Regions from separate parts of the Sus scrofa genome. Here region 2 is linked to region 1. The links are chromatin contacts, called in public Hi-C maps. All regions are on one chromosome and are shown on one strand. The core of a region is the stretch at or near the end of the contact, and the rest is flanking DNA. Distances in the headings are between cores, read along the strand shown.

The links. A called contact is a pair of places that touch in the nucleus more often than the background predicts.
Region 2: a contact with region 1 is called in a Hi-C map of subcutaneous adipose tissue, with 2.3 times the contacts expected there. The contact joins the promoter of ABCA3 here to the promoter of TBC1D24 in region 1. A contact is called at or near these places in 2 of 5 promoter capture datasets (fetal liver and liver), 2 of 47 Hi-C or Micro-C datasets (heart right ventricle and subcutaneous adipose tissue) and 2 of 2 datasets of contacts at active chromatin or transcription factors (alveolar macrophages and skeletal muscle).

The regions. Positions count from the first base shown.
Region 1 is chr3:39,568,928-39,574,351 of Sscrofa11.1, reverse strand. TBC1D24 (TBC1 domain family member 24) reads left to right here and starts at 2,035. Exons shown (of 10, transcript XM_021086761.1): 1 at 2,035-3,113. NTN3 (netrin-3) reads left to right here. Exons shown (of 7, transcript XM_021086754.1): 1 at 1-308; 2 at 380-568; 3 at 659-808; 4 at 952-1,002; 5 at 1,130-1,204; 6 at 1,473-1,691; 7 at 1,694-1,922. The coding sequence ends at 1,821.
Region 2 is chr3:39,687,002-39,692,425 of Sscrofa11.1, reverse strand. ABCA3 (ATP-binding cassette sub-family A member 3) reads right to left here and starts at 3,293. Exons shown (of 35, transcript XM_005655176.3): 1 at 3,038-3,293. It overlaps LOC102159543 (a long non-coding RNA gene), which reads left to right. Exons shown (of 2, transcript XR_298208.3): 2 at 1-1,339.

The DNA.
Region 1 (5,424 bases), core at 786-3,285:
CAGCCCAGTGCTCCAAGACTGGGTGACCGCCACAGACATTCAGGTGGTGCTCACAAGGCCTACAGTACTGGGGGACACGAGGGACGCTGCGGCCGTGGTTTCTTACTCTTATTCAGCCACTGAGCTCCAGGTGGGCGGGCGCTGCAAATGCAATGGACATGCCTCCAAGTGCCTGCTGGACACCCAGGGCCACTTGATCTGCGACTGCCGGCATGGCACCGAGGGCCCCGACTGCGGCCGATGCAAGCCTTTCTACTGCGACAGGCCATGGCAGCGGGCCACTGCCCGGGAAGCCCACGCCTGCCTTGGTGAGGCCTTGGAGGGTGGCCCGGGGATCTCAGACTGGGCCGCCTTGTCCCTGACTCATCCTTCCCTGCAGCTTGCTCCTGCAATGGCCATGCCCGCCGCTGCCGCTTCAACATGGAGCTGTATCGACTGTCCGGCCGCCGCAGTGGCGGGGTCTGCCTCAACTGCCGGCACAATACCGCCGGTCGGCACTGCCACTACTGCCGGGAGGGCTTCTATCGAGACCCGGGCCGTGCCCTGAGTGACCGCCGTGCTTGCAGGGGTGAGCCTGCCATCAGCCACCCACACACCCTCGCCCTCCACTTTTCCACATCCCCAGATGGGCTTCTGACCATCCCACTTCTATCCTCAGCCTGTGACTGTCACCCTGTTGGTGCTGCTGGCAAAACCTGCAACCAGACCACAGGCCAGTGTCCCTGCAAGGACGGCGTCACTGGCCTTACCTGCAACCGCTGTGCCCCTGGCTTCCAGCAGAGCCGCTCTCCAGTAGCACCCTGCGTTAGTGAGTGGCACTGCCCTGCTTAGAACACCTCAGCCCAGGGCACCCCCAGCTCCATGCTGCTGTCTGCCTGTCCCCTGGGTCCTGCAGACCCCACCCCCGCCCCCGGCCCGCTCAAATGCAGGCCATTATCCCATCCCCCACAGAGACCCCTGTCCCTGGACCGACTGAGGAGAGCAACCCCGTGGAGCCCCAAGGTGAGTGGAGGTCCCAGAGGGGCAGGTCCATGCGGGGAGGGGGCTATGGATTCCAGGAGGGGAGGAAGAGAGGGTGAGGGAAAGAGATGGGCATCTGTGCCAACCTCCTCCCGCACCCTCCTCCCAGACTGTGACTTGCACTGCAAACCCGCCCGTGGTAGCTACCGCATCAGCCTGAAGAAGTTCTGCAGGAAGGACTATGGTAGGCCGCCCGCAGGCCTCCTGCCCCCAGCCTCCTCACCTTGCCCTACTTTCCTTGTGGGGCGTCCTGACCCTCGCTGGGTCCCGAGGCCATCCCCCACCCCTCAGATCCTCCGCTGTCTCCGGCCCCCGCCCCGTCAGCCCCCTTGGCCTCTCGGTGCTTCTCCGCCACCCCCTCCGACCCTCGCGGGCGCCGCGCCGGGTGCTCCTCTGCGCGGCCCGGCCCCGCCCCGCTTCGCCTGACCCCGCCCCTTTCACCTCCCTCGCAGCGGTGCAGGTGGCTGTGGGCGCGCGCGGCGAGGCGCGCGGCTCCTGGACACGCTTCCCGGTGGCCGTGCTCGCCGTGTTCCGGAGCGGCGAGGAGCGCGCGCGGCGCGGGAGCAGCGCCCTGTGGGTGCCGGCTCGGGACGCAGCCTGCGGCTGCCCGCGCCTACTGCCGGGCCGCCACTACCTGCTGCTGGGGGGCGGGCCGGGGGCCGCAGTCGGGGGCCCGGGGGCCGGGGGCCCGGTCTCAGTGCCGCCCGCGGAAGCCTCGTGCTGCCCTGGCGGGATGCGTGGACGCGGCGCCTCCGGAGGCTTCAGCGGCGCGAACGGCGGGGGCGCTGCGGGACGGCCTGACCCCACTGGCCGGGTGGGGGCCGGCGGGGCGGTTCCCACACATCAAGGCGCACGTTCTTGCAGTGTATCCGCCTACCGAGGAGTCATTGCTTGTGTCGCGCGAATCTCCATCTGCCCCACCAGCCCCCGACCTTGCCCCGCGCCTCCCTCGGTGCCTTGAGCTTCTGCCCAGGAGTGTGACAGACGCAACGACACCCCCGTCCCAACAAAGAGGGATGTGCTAGCCCCTAAGAGCGGCTTCGAGGCCTGCTTGGGCAGCTGTCATTAAGACGACTCCTTGCCCGCCCCCCCCACCCCGAGCTACCTGCGGCTTCCAAGGGACACAAGGATACCCCCAGAGGGCCGTGAACCCCCTGTGGGCCGGAACTTAGAGGCTCTGCGAACACTCCAAGGGCTGCCTTACCAACCCCACCCTGGGATGTCGTGGTCCCTCAGAAGTCCCACCTTCCTAAAAGTGACACCCCCAACATTTACGTACCCCTTTGTGATGCCAGGACCCACAGAAAGCGAGAACACCCTAAGGGCTGCTGTGATTCCACGGACTGTGTTCCGCCAAAGAGCGCTCTGACTCCCCAAGAGGCACTGTGGCCACGACAGACGCCTCTGGACCCCCACGGGGCTCGGTGACACTGGCTCTCCCACCCTCTCTGAGGATAAGCAGAGGGCGCTGTAACTCCTCCCCCAACGAGGATGGTGGCCTCTGGTTCCCGTCTGACCCGCTTGTCACCTCTGCCTGCTGGGAGTCCGTGTCCCTGTCCCTGCTGCGACTCTACCTCTTTTTTGGCCTGTTGTGTCCCTGTCCCTTGTCTCCATCTGGCTGTCTCTCTCAGCCTCTCACGTCCCTCCCCGAGGACCCCCTGCACCTTTCGCCCGCTCCGGATCGGACGACGTGCCCAAGCGGACGCGCGTCCCTAAGTCTACGCGTGATCCGGAGCGACAGCGGCTCCCGCGGGCAGCCCTGCAGACTCCCCAGATGCCTCCCGCCTCGCCGGCTGCTAAGCGGGTCAGCCCCCCCGCCCCCGTCCACTCTCTCGCGCCCGCGGGCGGGGGGCAGCGCGCGTACTCGCATTCCTCGCACTGGGACCCACGCACAGCTGGCGCATGCTCCTGCCGCCTTGCCGCGGGGCGTCAGCGCGCATGCCCAGAGCCCGATGCAGCGGAGACCAGCGGGCGCCCCGGGTGGGCAGCTGGCGGCGCGTCTCGGCTGGGGCGGGGCCGCGTGCGCGCGTGCGCAGAAAGGCGGGCGCTCGATCTCTCGGCAAGCTGAGGAGAAAGCGGCGCGGCGGGCGGAGGTGGGTGCGCGGCCGGCGCGGGTGGGCGGAGGTGGGCGCGCGGCCGGGCGGGCGGAAGCGAGACGGCCCGGCGCGGAGACCGCGGGGGCGGCGGGGCCGGGTGGGGGGCTGTCATCGCGGCCCCGGTGTGCTGAGGGAGGGGACGTGGGGGCCTGGCTGCGGGGCCTCTGTCCGAGACCCGGCGCGCGGCGGGGCGGCCGGCGCGCGGGTCCGGGGTCTGGGGCCCGCGCATCCGGGGCCCGAAGCCGTCTGCCTGGCGTTGCCAGCTCCCCGCGGACCGAGCGCCGGCCTGGGCGGGACGTGGGGCCGGGGCTGATCTCGACCCCGCCCCGCCGGACATCCCCCCGGGGGCAGAGCCAGCGCCCCCCACCAGGCTGTGTCCGCGCGCCGACCGGCTCCGGGCGTGGCGGCGGTCGGAAAGAGCTGTCTCTGTGTCACTCCTTCCTTGGGGCGCTTTCCGTCTCTGCGGGGAAGGAAATCCGCTTCTGGACTCAACACTTGCAACAGATTCTCTGATAACATTCTGCCTTCGAAGACCTGCAGCAGCGCCCGCCCCGGCCCTCCGCTGGCTCCAGGATGACAGCCGGCCCGCCTGCCTAGGTATCTATCCAGCCGTGTGAGCCTGGTGTGGTGCGTGCCCCCTTTGGAACGGACACAGTGCCAGGGAACAGAAGCATTTCCACAGGGCCCTGGGCGCTGAGCTCTCTGAGCCTTGAGTAAGCACCGCTGGAGGTCAGGGACAGGCTGCACCTGGTCAAGGTCCCGTCGCGGCAAGGGTGCTGGTGGCCTTGTGACTTCACTCAGTAAGGGAAAAGATGGATGGTGGGCTTCCTGGTTGAACACTTGCTGAGCTGACAGTAAAGGCCAGAGGTTGTCTAAGAGGCACAGGTTGTTGGGTTAGCGTGTGCCTGGAATGCACAGGCCTGCTAGTGGATGTGGCTGTGTTTATGATGCTGGTGTTGAGGTCTTTCCCCAGCTGCTTATTCCTTGTCAAGAGCCTGTCTACCAGTGGAAGCACTTTGAAGTGCTTTTCCTTATTTATATATGTATATATTTGCATCAGTGCCATCAGGAACACTTCTACGCAATGGCATGGGGCAAAAATCCTGTAATTTAGTAGATATAGCTGTTTTTCCTACTTGAGGCAGAGGGTTTCCCTCAGCCTTCGCATTCCAGCCCCAGCACATAGTAGCCACTTGTAAGCAATTACTTAATTGCCTTGAAGGCAGGTGTGCCAGTTCTTTCCTTTTTAGGGAATACAGACTGGGAGAACAAACTCAGGTTAAAAAAAAAAAAAAAAAAGATGAAGAAATCTCACAATGGTTTTGCAGTTAGCATTTCTTTTGTAGCCAGTGGTATGACCCCCATGTGCACTTCCTTTTGTTTTGAAGATTGGTCTTTGTGTAATCTTCTCATCCCACAGTTAAAGCCTGTATGGGAGGTGCTTATCCAGTAGCAAATGCTCTGTTTAGAAGCTTGTCTCTCCCTGTGAACAGGGCTGGAGTTTTGTTAGTCTCATCTCCGTGCCCTCCTTGCCTGGCATGGAATAGGCCCGAGGTTCTCCCTGGATGATTGTTGAAATGAACCAAGGTGCTGAAGCTAGTGCAGTGGTTTCATGTGGGTGAAGGGTGACCTTCAGGGCATGCAGGAGTCACCTAGTAATTTAGTCAGGCTTTTCATAACAATAACAAAATCCAACCCCCTGGATTTGCACGTTCACCTGCAGGTGGGCCCTGCTAACTGTCGCTGGCCGCACCTACCAGCAGTGTCCAGCAGGCCAAGTGACCTTGGGCACACGGCCTATTTCTCATTACAGTCCAAGCCAACCTCTGAAGACACGGTTAAATGTTTGCTTTTAGATGGCTTTGGTTTTAAGTACATAAGGACAAAGAAGCAGGTTATAAAAAGAGCATTTAACATTTCCCCTGTTGACTGTTTTACCTGTTTGAGCATACCTTCTCTGTTATGACAACTCTGTACAGGGAAGAAAGAAACCCTTTTCAACTGGAAGCAGCAGTTTCAGTGGCTGTTTCAAGTGACACTTTGCAAACGGAGATAATATCAAGGAAGCACTTTGGGCTTTTCATTAAGGATCAACTCGAATTCATTATTGGATGATTTTCGTTATTCTTTGAACACAAGTTTATCCAACGCATACTCAACATGGCGAGGACTGGTGCTCTGTGTTATGGGGCTACGAGGTTGCGTGAGCCTATGCCCTTGCAGACCTTAGGGTGCACTGAGAAGACGGGCCAGTGAACGGTGGCACTGTAGTAGGCACTTCCATAGAGGTGGACAGAACTTCTTACTG
Region 2 (5,424 bases), core at 2,044-4,543, 120 kb before region 1:
ACACGAACAGCCCTTACCTAGATGGGAACGGATCCACAAGCCTCAGCCACTGTTTAAGATCCCCATGAGGCCAGGTTCAAGACCATGGTCATTTGCATTGGGAGGCCCAGGTGGAGACCTCGTTTGCAGGTCTCATGCCCAGTGCCACCACCTGTGCTGTCCTGGGTGAGCACAGCAGGCTTCTTGGGATCATGGGGCTCTGAGTTTCCACTGAAGCTCCTGGCAGAGAGCGATGGGATGTATTTTGAAGCCAAAGGTGTGGCCCGAAGGAGATTCTCAGGAGCAAGTTCCACAGAATCTGTGCCACGGCCCGCTCTCCTAACCCCCTGCTGCAGCCTCGGTCCCATTCCCCGTCCCCCAGCCTTCTGCCTCTCTAGGGCTAGGAAATGAGGTAATGAGGCAACTGAGAATCCCCAGAGAGAGGTAACCATGGATCTCCTGTAACGAGCAAGGCGGTAAGCTCATTACTCAGCTCCTGTATGCCCGCTGACCAAATCTCTCCAGATTGGCAAACAACAGGCACTGCCCAAGCCTCCCGGTGCTGCGTTTTGCTTTCCCCAGGGTGTGGGCCCCTCGGCGGTGTTGTCTGCTTGGAAGTATCACCCTCCATCCCTGCCTCGACTTTCTGAGGTCCCACCTACCAGTTCCCAGACCAGTCCCAGCCCCTCTGTGAAGCAGCCACTGACAGCCCAGTCTGGCTCACTGGTTCCTTGTCTTGGCCGCACAATGGAACCTTCTGGTGTGCTTTAGAACAGAAACGGATGCCTGAGGTCCGCCCCCTGGAGATTCTGGGCTGTGGTCTGGGCATGCAACGCTTTCCCTGTGATTCTAACATCAGCCGGGGTGAGACCTTCTACTCCTGTCGAAAACCTTCGCTCCACCTCTGCACACGCACAGCAGCTTTTCCGGACGTCTTGTACAGCACTTGTTTCACTCTGTCCTATGTCACTTACCCGTGCATTAATCACCTTAACGGCTCCATCCTAAGGTCCTCAACTGTGCACACAGCCTTGTCCGTCATTCTCCCCCGAGTTCTAGAATGTTCCCCCTCAAGAGACTCAACAGCAGAGGAGTCTACTGCTATTTCAGGAAGCAGGGATGGAGAAGAAACTGCCAGCCAGGGAGTCTTACTTGGGCCTTCCCAGTTGAGACAAAATCAAAACAGGTTCCCTTGGAACTGCCTGGCATATGCTCTGCAGAAAACTAGCGACTTTTAAAAAACAACTTGTGCTCCCCTCTCTTGTTCCAAAAGGCTGTTTTATCAGAATAGCAGATCACCCTAGAGAAGGAATGATGTCATCCTGTTTGTTGGATATAGTAAAGCCAATGCTCAATTTTATTTATTTACTGTTCATTTATTTGGCCCCACCCACAGCATCCAAACTTCAGCGCCAGGGATCCAACCCATGTCACAACTGCAACCCAAGCCACAGCAGTGACAATGCCAGATCCTCAACCCTCTGCACCACCAGGGAACTCCAGCAAGTGTTCAATTTTATTTTATTTATTTATTGTCATGTCTTTTTAGGGCCACACCTGTGGCATACGGAGGTTCCCAGGCTAGGGGTCGAATCGGAGCCACAGCCGTCGGCCTCCGCCAGAGCCACAGCCACGCGGGATCCGAGCCGCACCCGGGACCTACACCGCAGCTCACGGCAACGCTGGAGCCTTAACCCACCGAGCGAGGCCGCGTCCTCATGGATGCTTGTTGGGTTCATTAACCGCTGAGCCACAATGGCAACTCTGCACATGTTCAATTTTAAAGAGTTCCCTTGGAGGATTTTTTAAAATCCTCTCAGAAGTTAAAGGGGTGGGGGGCTTGGCGCGGCTCCTACTTTTCTCTCTTTTCCCTTTCTTTTCCATTTCCAAAGATGCCAACTTTCTAGAGGAAAACATTCCCAATCTTTTCAGGTTTACAAAGGGCAGCATCAAGATGTTTTGAATGAAATGATACAGTTGCTCAGGAGAAAAGAGCTAACTCTTCCACTTGCACCCTGCCCGGGTCTGCACACTGTCACAGGGGCTCAGCCCCTCCGTCCACAAGGCTTCCTTGCGGGCCTGTCATGGAGACGCGCGAGCAAGGCAAGCCCCAGCAAGGGACAATCTGTGCCTCTGGGGAGCTCACAGCTCAGGAGGCAAAGAGGCAAACAAGCAGAAATAACCCTATAAGGTAATGGTTTTAATTAGGCAGCGACCAAGGAAGTGACAAGGGGCATTCACTCATGCAACAAATAGGCACCAAGCATCTGTCCTAAGCCCACATGCAGCAGACAGTGTCTGCCCTCATGAAGCTCAGAATCTACTTCAGAAAAGAGACAATTCCTGTGTACACACAATTTCATACCAAACAGACTGACCGTGGGCATCAGCGCTGTGGGAGGCCCCTCTGTCTAGATCAGTCATTGCCCTTCCTTCTGTCCACACGCAACGCCCACCACTAACAGTGGACCCCTGGCCCCCCACCCTGAGGCCACGAGAAGGAGGATTTTCGAGCAGGGCGGACTCGATTATGGGGAAGCATTCCCACCAACACTGGGAATCTCTGCACCAAGACATGAGCCAGCAGCAGCCTTGGCGGCCCTGCCTCGGCTCCCCAGCCTGGGATGCTGCACGGCTTTGGCAGGCAAGTGCTCAAAGTGTCGGCCGGTGAACGCCTGCGGGGTTTGACGTGGTAGGAGTCTGCCCACCCTGCTCGGGCATGGCACAAAGGATGCCGCAGTGATTGCAACTCCAGGAAGATTAAGTTTCTCCAAGAAGGGCCGGCTTGGAGGAGCTGCCTGAGAGGATGGGGACACGCCCAGAGACAGACCAGGGCCGAGGGGAAGCCTGAGTCAGGGCGGCCTGGCACTGCGCAGAGATGCACCTGCTGGGGCGGCGCCGGGGGGTGCGGGCAGGGCAGGGCCACGGTAGGGGCCGGACAGGGACCGGGGCGGCCCGCGGTGGGGAGGGTGGCCCGGGCGGGGAAGCGGCCCCGGAGCCGGGAGCCAAGAGCCCTGGGAGCCAGCGCGCGCGAGCAGCGGGTCCTGGCGGCACTCACCGACCCTCAGCACCCGGGCGGCGATGGCCGGCGCGCTGCCCTCTCGCGGGGTCCCCTCCCTCGGCTTCCGGCCCTGCTCTGGCCTCGCGGCGGCTGCGGCGACCACTGCTGACAGCTGCTAGGCCGCCGCAGCGGGGAGGGGGCGCCGGCGACCCGAGGCAGCTGGAGGACGCGTCCACTCGGGCTCCTGCAGGGGGCGCGCCGGCCGGCTCGCGCATGCGTTGCAGGCTTCCCCTGCGGGTGCCCGGCCCGCCCTGGGACCCCTCCCCGCTCCGCCCCTGCTTGCGCCTGCGCAGTGCTCCGCGCCCGCGGGGGGTTGGGAGGGGTACGGCCGGCAGGGGGCGCGCGACGCGGGGCGAGGGCTTGGCCTGTGAGGCGAACGGTGTGGCCTCCAGGCGGGCGGCTGAAGTGGTCAGGCAGGACCCTCCCATTTCCCTGGTGGGCCTCCGTTTCCCTCCCTTGCAGTGTCTTTCGTCGGGCACGAGGGTCCTTCTCTTCACGGAGGGAGGGCGCTTTGCGCCCTTAGGCCTGGCGCGGACATCGCTAGGTGTTCGAGGCCCTGAGGGGTGGACGGAGGGCGAGGAAGGTTCTAGAAAGCCGAGAGGTGGGCAGGAAGGCCCAGCACCTCTGGGCGTGGCCGCGGTCGCGGGGCGCAGCTCTGGGGTCCGAGGCCGCAGGCAGGCGGGTCGGGAGGTAGGGTCAGGGTCACCTCGGGAGCGTCCCAGGTCGGGCCGAGAGAGTCCGGGGGCTGGGCTGGGGTCGCCTTGGACCGGACAGTCCCGAGGCCCGACGGGGGTCACCGGGGCGGAGGGGCTGGCGGCGTGGGTGGCGCTGGGCCAGCCGTCGCCCAGGCGGTGAGTGCTGCCAGCGGCCTGTCGAGTCCCAGGACCCTCCTGTGGCCCGACGTCCAGCTGCCCGTCCGTCGTTCGCTGCCCTCCGCCCGGCCTCTGGCGGCTCCCGGCGCAGGTCGCTGGGCCCTGGACGTCGCCTGCTGACCAGCCGGCTCCGGGCCGCCCCCCGCGCGCCTGGGGCCGAGGACAGACGGAATGGTAAAGTCAGGACCCAGGCTGGGGGGGCGGGGGGGAAGGGGGGACCGCGGTCCCCAGAGACGCCGTAGCGGTTAATGCTGGCGCAGCCGGGGCCCCATGGCAGTTACTTCCTTGTTGGTTGGCTTTTTTCTGTCTCTCTCACCAGAAGGTGGATGGTGTCTGTGAGGAAAGGGACCTTGTCCAGATCGTGGCTACATCCTAGGGTCGTAGCATGGCTGGCACAGAGGAGGCACTTTCTTTGCTTTTTAGGGCCGCGCCTGCGGCATGTGGAGGTTTCCAGGCTAGGGATTGAATCAGAACTGTGGCCGTTGGTCTACACCACAGCCACAGCCACATCAGCATAGGATCCGAGCCAGGTCTGCAGCCTACACCGCAGCTCCCTGCAAGGCTGGATTCTTAACCCACTGAGCGAGGCCAGGGATCAAACCTGCATCCTCATGGTTCCTAGTCAGATTCGTTAGCCCCTGAGCCACGCCGGGAATTCCAGAGGATGCACTTCATAAGTATTTATTGAATGAGAGGGTCATTCCTGACCCGATCCCCTCACTAGTGGAATTATTTCATTTTTAACTTCCTAAATCTCAGTTTCCTATCCCTAAGTGCTTCTCACAATCTGGCTCATAAATGCCAGATAAATGGTAATATAATGTGAATGTAAGTAGAGACTGACACATGGCCTGGCCTCTAATGAGGAGACAGAAAAAAAAATTGAGGACAGATAGATAGGGAAGTGGATTATTAATTCGTGGAAAATATCTTAACCCCCCCCTTCATTCTGCGCAGACCGCACCCTTACCCTCCCAAAAAAAGTGTTGGGAGAAATTCTGACCTAGCTGATTGGTCCTTATCTTTACCATGTCTCTTCCTTAATCTTTATTTCAAGAACCAGCCTTTCCCATTTCTAACTTAAATTGGTTACACTGTGCAATTTTTTCAGACCCTTTCGAAATCTGATCCCAGTTCTTCATAACCAAATCCTGGAACAGAACTGGCTAACTCAGAATTTCACTTATATGGAAGGTGAGGGTGGGGTAAGAATGACTGTATAGACAACGGCCAGGAGTTCTGTGTCTTTGTTCTTAACGAGGTTAGGTGCCTGCCATTGTTATTATATCAATTATCATAATCCTGCACTGAGAGGGTGTGAAGGTCACTTGCAAAGGAAGATTGTCCTGTGTCCAGAGACCAGGCTCTGAACTCCTGTTCAAAACAACTGCCCACAGTGGGCCAACTCTTCTGATGCTCTTCAGCAATGACTGAAAAATTCACGGTTCCGCTCAGGGCCCACTACTGAAAAAACAAAACAAACCTAGATGCGCCATCTAGTCTTCTCCTTCC